2 separate regions of the Mus musculus genome follow, and region 1 is linked to region 2. A link is a contact called in public Hi-C data. All regions are on one chromosome and are shown on one strand. Each heading gives the region's core, a stretch centred on a gene start, on an enhancer-like site or on the middle of the called end of the contact. The rest is flanking DNA. Distances are from core to core; before and after follow the strand shown. Region 1 holds the start of 9530052E02Rik (RIKEN cDNA 9530052E02 gene). Region 2 holds the start of Arglu1 (arginine and glutamate rich 1).

What was found. Hi-C and Micro-C count contacts between places; a contact is called where the count stands out from the background.
Region 1: a Hi-C map of CD8 T cells shows a contact between it and region 2, with 4 times the contacts expected there. The contact joins the promoter of 9530052E02Rik here to the promoter of Arglu1 in region 2. A contact is called at or near these places in 3 of 484 Hi-C or Micro-C datasets (CD4 T cells, CD8 T cells and embryonic stem cells) and 1 of 115 datasets of contacts at active chromatin or transcription factors (thymic regulatory T cells).

Annotation. Positions count from the first base shown.
Region 1 is chr8:11,005,740-11,010,393 of GRCm38.p6, forward strand. 9530052E02Rik (RIKEN cDNA 9530052E02 gene) reads left to right here and starts at 2,111. Exons shown (of 5, transcript NR_046017.1): 1 at 2,111-2,272. It overlaps Irs2 (insulin receptor substrate 2), which reads right to left and starts at 3,190. Exons shown (of 2, transcript NM_001081212.2): 1 at 1-3,190. The coding sequence starts at 2,691.
Region 2 is chr8:8,686,978-8,692,038 of GRCm38.p6, forward strand. It overlaps Arglu1 (arginine and glutamate rich 1), which reads right to left and starts at 3,560. Exons shown (of 4, transcript NM_176849.3): 1 at 3,000-3,560. The coding sequence starts at 3,340. It overlaps Mir7654 (microRNA 7654), which reads right to left and starts at 3,185; the gene lies at 3,116-3,185.

The sequences.
Region 1 (4,654 bases), core at 861-3,360, 2.3 Mb after region 2:
TTGCATGCTGGGAAGGGTCTGCAGTCCCTCTAGCGATAGGCGTGTAGGCCGCACTGCCCGACATCGCTGGCCCAGGAAGCCCTCAGGGCGGCCACCGATGGCACTCGGCCTCATGGAGGAAGGCACTGCTGAGTGATGAGGCTGGGTATGACTACCACCAGCTGCCCCAAAGGTGCCAGCCCCTGGGGTGGCCTGGGGCTCCAGTCTCTCCTCTTCCAAGATCCGGCCCACAGGGGAGCTCATGAGCACATACTGGTCATTGTCTCCGCTGCAGGAACAGGGAGCCTTATAAGAGCGGGGCAAAGAGCTGTAGCAGTGGCCCGGGATGCCTTTGAGGCCTTCACTGCCTCCACGCAAAGCTGCTGAGAAGTCAGGTGGGGTCCCTGCAGTGCCTGCCTCGCTGGGGGACATGTTGAGGTAGTCCCCGTTGGGGAGTAGCTTAGGGTCTGGGTTCTCCATAGACAGCTTGGAGCCACACCACATTCGCATGTACCCACTGTCTTCTGGGGAGCTCTCCGCTGGGGAGCTGGCTTTGTAGCCACCTCCGTTTACTGGGAAGGTCCTGCCCACCCCTGAAGGGGGTGCTGGCACGGCTGCTCCGGAAGGGGGCAAGGCCGCTGCCAAGCGTGGCTGCAGGATCTGCTTGGGAGCAGACACGCTTGTGGGGCTCATGGGCATGTAGTCATCGCTCTTGCAGCTATTGGGACCACCACTCCTAAGGGCTGCCCCAGGGGTCATGGGCATGTAGCCATCATCTGCCCCCAGGTTACTGCTGGAACTCTTGTGAGAACCAATCTCAATGTCTCCATAGTCCTCTGGGTAAGGGTTGTAGGCCACTTTGGGAGAGGACGCAGGGAAGGATGGGCAGAGGCGACCTGAACTACCAGAGAAGGTGGCCCTCATGAGAGTGTATTCATCTAGAGAGGCAGAGGAAGGCTGAGGTACCTGCCGCTGCCTGGCAGGCGTGGTTAGGGAATAAGTCCTCTTCCTCAGTCCTCTATCCAGGTCCTGGGCCCCATCCCCTGAGACCCTACGGTAAGGGCGGCCACAGTGGCTCAGGGGTCTATCCATGCTCATGTACCCATAGAGTTCGCCCCCACTGCCATCTCTGGCTGGCGGGGTCTCCGCTATTGACTCGGGTGTGTTGCTCCTGTGGCTACTGAAGGCTCTCAGGTCGCCAGGGCTGGAGCCATACTCGTCAAGGGACATGAAACCCGGGTCGCTGGGGGAGCCCGAGGCGGAGGCACTACCGCTGGACGGACGCTGGCCTTGGGGGTGATGCAGTGGATGAGGCAGGTGCGGGTGGGAGCCAGGTGGCAGCGGGTAGGAGCCCGAGCCGTGCCCACTGCTGGAGGACAGGCTGCCTGGGCTGGTGGCTGCAGGAGGTGAGTGCGCCACGGGCATGGACATGGAGCGGCTGTGTTGCAGGGCTCCCCCTGCCGGCGCCAGAGTCACTTTGCTCGGGCGGCCTCCGCAGCCGGCGCTCAGGGTGTGCGAGCGGCTAAGGGGCGCGCGCACCGGCCCGGGACTCAGGGGGCTCCCTGCCACCGACATCGGCCTGCCTCCTGCCGTCCCGGCCCCGCCTGCCGCGCCGCCGTCGCCCTCGCTGGCCGTACGAACCCGGCACGAAGTGCACTTGGCTGCTGGGGGGGTGGCCGCCAGGCTGTCAGTGCGCGAGCGGCGCACCAGGCCGGTCTGGCTAGGGGGTAGGTTGACTAGGTGGTGGTGGCGGCGCGCGCCCGGCACGCTGATGGGATGCGTGGCTGACGACCCGGACGACTGACTCTTGCTGCGAGGCCGGAACTCGAAGAGCTCTTTGAGTGCCTTCATAGCTTCTAGGATGGTCTCATGGATGTTCTGCGCCACCACCGAGTCGTCGGCTTGCATCCACAGCTCCCCGGGACCGGTGACGGCCGAACGGCCCACCTCGATGAAGAAGAAGCTGTCCGAGTGGCCGCAGCGGCGAATGTTCATAAGCTGCAGCGTCACCGACGGCTGTTCGCAATTGAGCTTCACGAAGCCGATGGTGCGCGCAGACAGGCATAGGCGGTATACACCAGTCAGGTTCTTGCTCTGGCCCAGTCCCTTAGGTTTCAGGTTCACCTGCCACACCTCGCGGTAGACGGCCGTGGCGGGTGTCACGAGCCCGTAGTTGTCATCGCAGCCAGCGGCGCCCGCTGAGCCGCCCAGGACGCCCGGGAGAGAGGCGCTGCAAGAGCCTCCGGTGGTGCCCGAGCCCCCCTCGCCAGAGCGGCCTTCGCTGACCAAGTCGGTGAGTGCGCGGTACCAGCCCTCCTGCTCCTGCTCGTTCTCCGCCGCTACAGCGAAGTACTCGTCCTTGGTGTAGAGGGCGATCAGGTACTTGTGCTTGGCGTCCGCGCGCTTGTTGATGTTCAGACAGCAGTCGAGCGCGATCACTCGCTTCGGCGCGCCCGCCTTGCTCCTCCACTTCTTCTCGCTCTCGTAGTACTCCAGCCGCGGAGGCTGCGGCGGCGACCCCCCAGCCGCGGATGCCTCGTCGCCGCCCGTGCCGGGGCCGCGCAACACGAAAAAGCGCTTGTGGCCGTGCTTCTGCTTGCGCAGGTAGCCGCACTTGCGCACGCTGTGGTTGTTGTTGTTGTTGTTGTTATTGAGGTTCGGGCCGTCCCCGCCCGCCGACGCGGGGGGCCCAGGCAGGGGCGCGCTAGCCATCGCCGCCGCTTCAGGTCTCTCTGCCCGGCTGGGCGAACAGGGGATGGCGAGGGCCGAGGGGCGCGGGCGGGGGCGGCTCCCCGCCACCCGTCGCCCGGCCGCCCGGCCACGCGCGCGCGTCCCCCGGGCCCAGGCGGTGGGCTAGGAGGCGCGCGCGGCTCGGTGGCGCAGGGCCCTCCGCCGCTCCGAAGGATGCTCGGTGCGGGCGATGGCCACCCCCCCGCTTCGACTGTCCGCTGCCGCTGCTTCCCGGGCTCTCGGGCGGCGCCCGGGGACTGGCTGGCTGGGTCGAGAGTCGGGGTCCCCGAGTCGCGGGGCCGAGCTTAGAACGCGCGCGGCCCGTCTGCTGCCACCGTTCTGCACTGCGCGACGACGGTCTGCGTCCGGACACTCGGGGCCCACACTGCCACTGGGGCCGCTGCTGCCGTTGCTGCCGCTGCTGCTGCTGCCACCAACGACGACCCGGGCTTGTCGCGGTCCCCGCCGCACAGTGAGTAACACATCGCGCACCGAGTGACTGAACTAAGAGCAAAACAACACGTGACTCTGCGTTACGCAGGCACACTCGCGCGGACGCCCCGCCCCGCAGCCCTGCATTGGCGCCGCGTTCCCCGACGGACAGCGAGACGGACCAATGAGCGTGAGGCACGGGGGGGGGGGGGAGGCGGACCGACACCGGGCTGCGTTTCCCGCCGTCCCCTCCCTCCCCCTCTCCGAGGCCGGGCCGGGGCTCGGCGGGGGCCGGGCCGGGCTCATTAATCAGGGGCTCGTTGTGGATGCGGGCGGGGGCGATGCCACCCAAGGCGGGAAGCCCGCCGTGGAGAAGGCGGGTGCGGGGTTTGTGCTCCCGCCTCGCGTCCCACTAACTGGCCCCAGGCTTCCGCCGCGGAGGGGGAACGGGGGCGGGAGGTCGGATCTGGTGCGGGGCGGCGGTCGGACCCCAGCAGCCGGGGTGGGCGCGCGGCGCAGGGCGGTGCCCGCTGTGGGTGGCAGGCGCGCGGCCCGGCTTGTTTACGAGCATCGTTGCCCGCGAGCTCCGGGTCGATGGCAGCTCGGTGCCTTTTCCCGGCGGCGAGCCGATCGAGGGGCGCCCCGGAACCCGCCCCACCCTCCGCAGGCGTCCGCCCCCGGCCGTGGGCTCTTTCCGGGGCGTCATCAGAGCCATTCACTTGTCAGGTTCCCGGGAAGTGGAAGTCGCCTGTTCTGGATGTAATAGGAGAGAGGAGGAGGGCGTGCTGGCGTAGGAAAATGCGGTTTCCATAGTGCCGGGAAAGGGCGGGCCTGGGCGGGAGCGGGGAGCTGGGAGCGAGTGCTGGCGGGCGTCCTCCCCACGCCCCGCGCCCTCACCGCTCCCGGCCCGCGCCCCAAACCGTGTTCACCCAGCACCCGGGCTATGGGCGGGCGTCGCCGAACCTAGGAGCGCGGCCGCGGGCACAGCGCCAAGCCAAAGATGCCCTTGAACTGCTGCTTTGAATTTCTCTATCTACGTGGCCTTTGTGACTTTCAAAGTCGAGGGCAAATAAGCACCTGCATGTCTTCTCTCCTAACTGACAGCGTGAGGGCCGCTAGGAAGGGCAATGGTCCGCGCTCACGGAAGGCGGGCTTGGAACCCTGCTCTGGATGCGTAAACAAAACAAACCCTTGCCCATCTAGGGAGAAAGTATCTAAATGAAACAATTCAGGACCAGAGTTTATCTTACAATTTAACCTTGGTTATTTTGTTCTGAGTCCTGGAAGTTCGCGGTGGAATGCCCTGCATAATTTACAAATCATTGTAGCAATTACAATGACATGTTTAAGAAAAATAATTGCACAGTGTGATTCTGAAGACCATAGATGCTTTACCCTTTGTGTAAACTGTGCCTTAAACACCCTAATGATGAATTTGTGCCAAGATAACCCAAGCCGATATTGGACCTGCTCTGTTTTTAGCTTGTATGCGGCTATGATTATGATTATTGAT
Region 2 (5,061 bases), core at 2,310-4,809:
ATGTAGCATGCCATTATTTAAAACTCCTGTTTCTGAGGTAAATTATAGCCACTCTACTGAACAGGATGAATGCTGTGTGGTGACATAATGAACCTTAACAGACCCGCAATCTAATGGGCTTAAATCTTTTGTACCCAGCAGTTTCTCCAGGAAAAAGGTGAGGCAAGGATGGGAAGAGAACCAGTACCAAAGTGACGCAGAGGTCTTGGTGCTGCTCCACCACTGTCTTAAAAGCTCTAAGCTCCAGAAATATATAGGCTCACGGAGTAAATTCATTCCAAAGTTCTTTACCCTCAAACATGAGCTCTGCTTATTTGCCTAAGAATCATGAATTCCAGTTCACCTGGGATACTCTTGGGCTCCTGATTTGTAATTCAGGTAACACTAAGAATTGAAACTCAGACGTCACTGGCTGGAGGAAGTTACCAGGCCAATGATATGATTTGCTACAGGTTATTCGTTATCTTTTTTCAGCAGTTAGCACAACTTAAAAGAATACATAGGAAATGTTAATATTGGTATAGTACATGGATGGGAGATCACGATACTTGGCTGAGATCCAAGGGCAAGAGGAAGATCTGATTCAATTTTGAGCCATGTGAATTAGCTCCTCAAAAATGTGAATAAGGGGGCTGGAGAGATGGCCCAGAGGTTAAGAGCACTGAGTGCTCTTCCAAAGGTCCTGAGTTCAAATCCCAGTAACCACATGGTGGCTCACAACCATTTGTAAAGAGATCTGAAGCCCTCTTCTGGGATGTCTGAAGACAGCTACAGTGTACTTACATATAATAAATAAATAAATCTTTTTTAAAAAATGTGAAAATGTAAAAGCCCACCTTTTAATTATGTTATTGAATTATTTTAATGAACTAAGATTATAATTACTGGATTTCTTATTGAATTATTCAGCAAGCTGTGCCTGGAAGCATGGTCAGTTATACTCAGTAACACTGACTGACTCACTCTCAGGAAAAGAACTAAGTACTTGATAGCATCTCCAATCTTCACAATAAAATGGGACTCCATTTCACAGACGAACTCAAATGATTTCTTTAAGGCCTTGGAATTATACTAGTCTACTCATCTAACTCCAGACTCCATGAAAACATTCCAGGCACTCACAGACTTTTAGCATCACCATGTCCCACCCTGGACTATTTTTTTTTACTGCAAATATACATTCCCTGATGTTTTTTTCAATCCTTGGAACCAACTGCTCTTCTCTTTATATAGTCCCCATGGCACTCTATCTATTCCCCAGGTTTTATTAACAGAGTAAAGCCCTGTCTGTCACCACCTTAGTTAGCTAAGCTCTTTCTTATATACAGAACCTAGGTGTGTCAAGGGCAGACTCCTGCTTTTCCCTCTCAACTACACTGCCTGACAGTCTGGTCTCATTTAAAGCAACGGAAGGTAGAGAACAGTTGCAGTAATAACACTATAAACCTGACAGCTAACTCCAGTGCTTTGCCTGTATCCCACACCCAACTGTACGAATACAAATACTCAATACTTTTTCAGTCAGTTCCTTTTCCATTCTTCCTTCCACTTTGTTCTCTCAGGGAACCAGGAAGACAGCTTACTCCTTTGGTCCACACACACCCTACAGGCCTGACAGCCTCACCATCGCCTACCCTGCATTCCTGATGAGATACTCCCGCTGAATTTACTATAGTATTACCAGCCATCTGAGCTAGAGCATGTCAGAAGGAGCAAATCGATCATCTTCCTATCAACTGACCCTGGCACTTATTAAAGGTTCAGTAAACTAGCTGAATGAACTAGCCAACCAATATTTGTAAGCAAACTACTTTCCCTCACTCCCAAGGCACCATCTCCATTGTCTTTTCAGTGTATTCTCTGCAAAACATTAGACCACGTTGGAGCAGTGTCTAGTGGATATGGAGAATTTAGTATTAGCATTGGCTGCCAGCCCTGTCCCTTTCCCTTCTCAATGCTAATGGCATAGTTGAACACAGCTCTATCGATGTTTCATTTCATCCTATGCTGTCCACGTGCAATGTGATGACTCCTTTGTTTTCACGTGGAGAACTGTCAACTGTCACACACAACTATGTCTATGTTCTACTAAGCTACAGGCTTGTTCCAGATCCTAACAGGATTCTATGTGGCCAAGGTGTACTGAGAAACAGTACAAGCCAAGACCCCAGTTCCACTACAGTGCTTCGCTGTGTTCAATCCCTTACCTCCCTCCTAGGGGCTTCTGGAAAACCTGCCTACCACAAAAATCTGCCTTCTATTTTTTTGCAGAAAATAGAAACCCCTACACAAGTCATATACACAAACTACCTAGTTCCTGCTTCATAACCACTTATTCAAGTCTTCAGTTAATTACTCCGGAAACGATGGCTGGCTTAACAGGGAACACATATGCTTAGTATTATTGCTCCACGTGGCTGGGGCGGGGGGGGGGAGGGGGGCTGGGCACATCTTTTTTAAAAAAGTACTTCACAACGTTCAAGTTTACTCTGGTTGGGTCATCAACACCTACTTTCACATCGAAAGCCGCCTCACTCAAAACCACGTGATCTTCCCCCAAATTTCAAGTCCAGTCCCCTGATGGGAACCGGTTTTGCCCTAAGTGAAAAATTCGGATAAGAGCGCTCTGAAACTAGAAGCATTTAGGCGGGCAAACAGCAGGGTCAACAGTAGGGTCAAGCATGCTCACTAGAGGGGCTGAGGCCAAGACAAAAAAGAGAGGGGCCGGAGAGGCACCCCGGGTGTCCGCTGCAACTTTGTGCATCTGTCTTTGAACGACCGTATGAAAGGAGGTTCAGAAAGGGCCCACACTCTCAAGCCGGGCGCGCCCCGGGACGGACCCCCGCACAGGTGCCCTGCGCTCCAACGCCTCGGGCCCGGGGATCCGCAGCCCCGCCAACCTCCCGCCTCGCGCCCTCAACTCGGACTTCCGGGCCGGCGCTCCCGCCCCACCCGGCCCCCGTGAGCGCGCCCCGCGCCTCCAGCCGCGCGCCCCTCACATTTTTCGCTGTCGCTCGAACTCCGCCTTCTTCTCCTCCTCCTCGCGCTTCTGCTTCTCGTCCAGGCTGCTGCGCTTGCTCACCGTGCGCCCGAAGATGTCGATGCGGTCGGGCGGGGACGAGGCGCGCTCCCGCTCGCGCCGGGATGCCGCCGCGTTGGTGGAGCGCGAGCGGGAGCGCGACTCCCGCCGCCGGTTCCGTTTGCTCTCCCGGGACTTGGAGCGCTTCCGCACCCGCTCCTTGTCCCGCGAGCGCGAGCGCGAGCGGCTGCGCTTCTTGTTGTGCTTGGAGCTCTTGGTGTGCTTAGAGCGGGACGAGCTCCGGCTCCGCGACCGGCCCATCCTCGCGCCGCGCGGCGCCCGCCGCCTGTCGCCCGCTGCCCGCCGCAGGCCGCCCCCTCGCCGCTGGGAAGCGCGGCCCCCCGCCCGCGGACCCTCCGCCTCGCCCCAAGCGCACCCGCCACGCACACGGCCGCCTCCGCCGCGAAGGCCTAGCAGGCCCGGCCCGGAGTCCCTAAGATGGCAGCTGTGGCAGCACCGGCCGCCCTTCCCACAATGCCCCGCGCCGAGCGTGCCGGCACGAGCCCCGCCCCCTGACGACGTCGCCTAGGAGGGCCGGCGAATGCGGCCGAGCGCGCTCGGCTCTTTCCGCCGCTGCGTGGCAACTAAAGAGAAGAATGCTGGCCAGCCTTCAGGTCTTTAACTTTCACCTCAACAAGACCCACGAAAACCTTAGGAGTTGGAGAATATTTATGATGAGCCTTGGCTGAAAGACAGGATAAGGCCCGAGTAATTGGGAAAGTCCTGTTGTTTCCTTAGCCAGCATTGAGAATGTATCAATTGTGAGTTGGATGTGGTGGTACATGCCCAGAATTTTAGCCCCTAGAAGATGGATCAGAAGGACCAGTTGTCCAAGGTCAGCCTTGGCTATTTAGTAAGTTGGAGGCCAGCTGGGGTTGCACACATACATACATACATACATGCATGCATACATACCAACCAGAACAATTAATAAATTGTTAATAATTTATTGTAAACAAACAATAAATTAGAACAATGCCCAGAGGAGTCCCAAGTTTTCTTAAGAATGTATATGTTAGAGCCAGTTAAATGCTCTTAATAAAGTTTTATTTAAAAGGTTACAGTTTTGTGGATTTTGCCAGCCTGGACTACATAATGAGCTCAAGGCCTAGTCCCAGAGAGCAATAGCTCTCTTTAAAGACATCGAAAAGAAAAATGGGTAGTGGCCTATCTCAATGAGTCTTTTAGTTTTTGAGCTGCTATAGCAAAATACCAATGACTCATTATTTTATACCCAAGAGAAAGTTGTTTCCTACAGTTCTGGAGGCTGAGAACTCTATTAAGTAGTGGATCTGTTTGTGCTAAGGATTCTGTCTGAGCTTCCAGCAGGAGACCTTAGGAGGGGAAAAGAATGCATAAGATAAGGGTTCCCTTGTAAACATCTTAAGAACACTAGGCCAAAAAAACCCCAACCAAACAAAACACACACACACAAAACACACTAGTTGCATTTTTTTTTAAACCAAAGCCCCAGGGCTTACTCTCTTTCCCAAAGGGCCCACCTTTTAATGCTGAAACATTGCATATTAGGTCCAATTCATGAAGTTTAGAGGAAGGGTTCTTCTGGAGGTTCAAAGGCAGTAAGGATTCCACTCTACCTCTCTGTATGTGTGTGTATGTGTAGGTTTTTTTGAGACAGTTTCTCTCTGCAGCCCTGGACAGCTCTGTGGTCTATCATGGAACTAGCTTTGTAGTCCAGTTTGATCTGGAATTCAGAGATCTGCCTGCCTCTGCCTCCCAAATGCTGGGATTAAAGGCGTACACCATCACCATCGTAGCCTCATTCTTTCTTTTTATGTGTGTGTGTGGTGCTGGGGATGTAACCCAAGGTCTTTTTTTTTTTTTTTTTTTTTTTCTGAGACAGGGTTTCTCTGTGTAGCTGTCCTGGAACTCACTTTGTAGATCAGGCTGGCTTCGAACTCAGAAATCCGCCTGCCTCTGCCTTCCAAGTGCTGGGATTAAAGGCATGTGCCACCACTGCC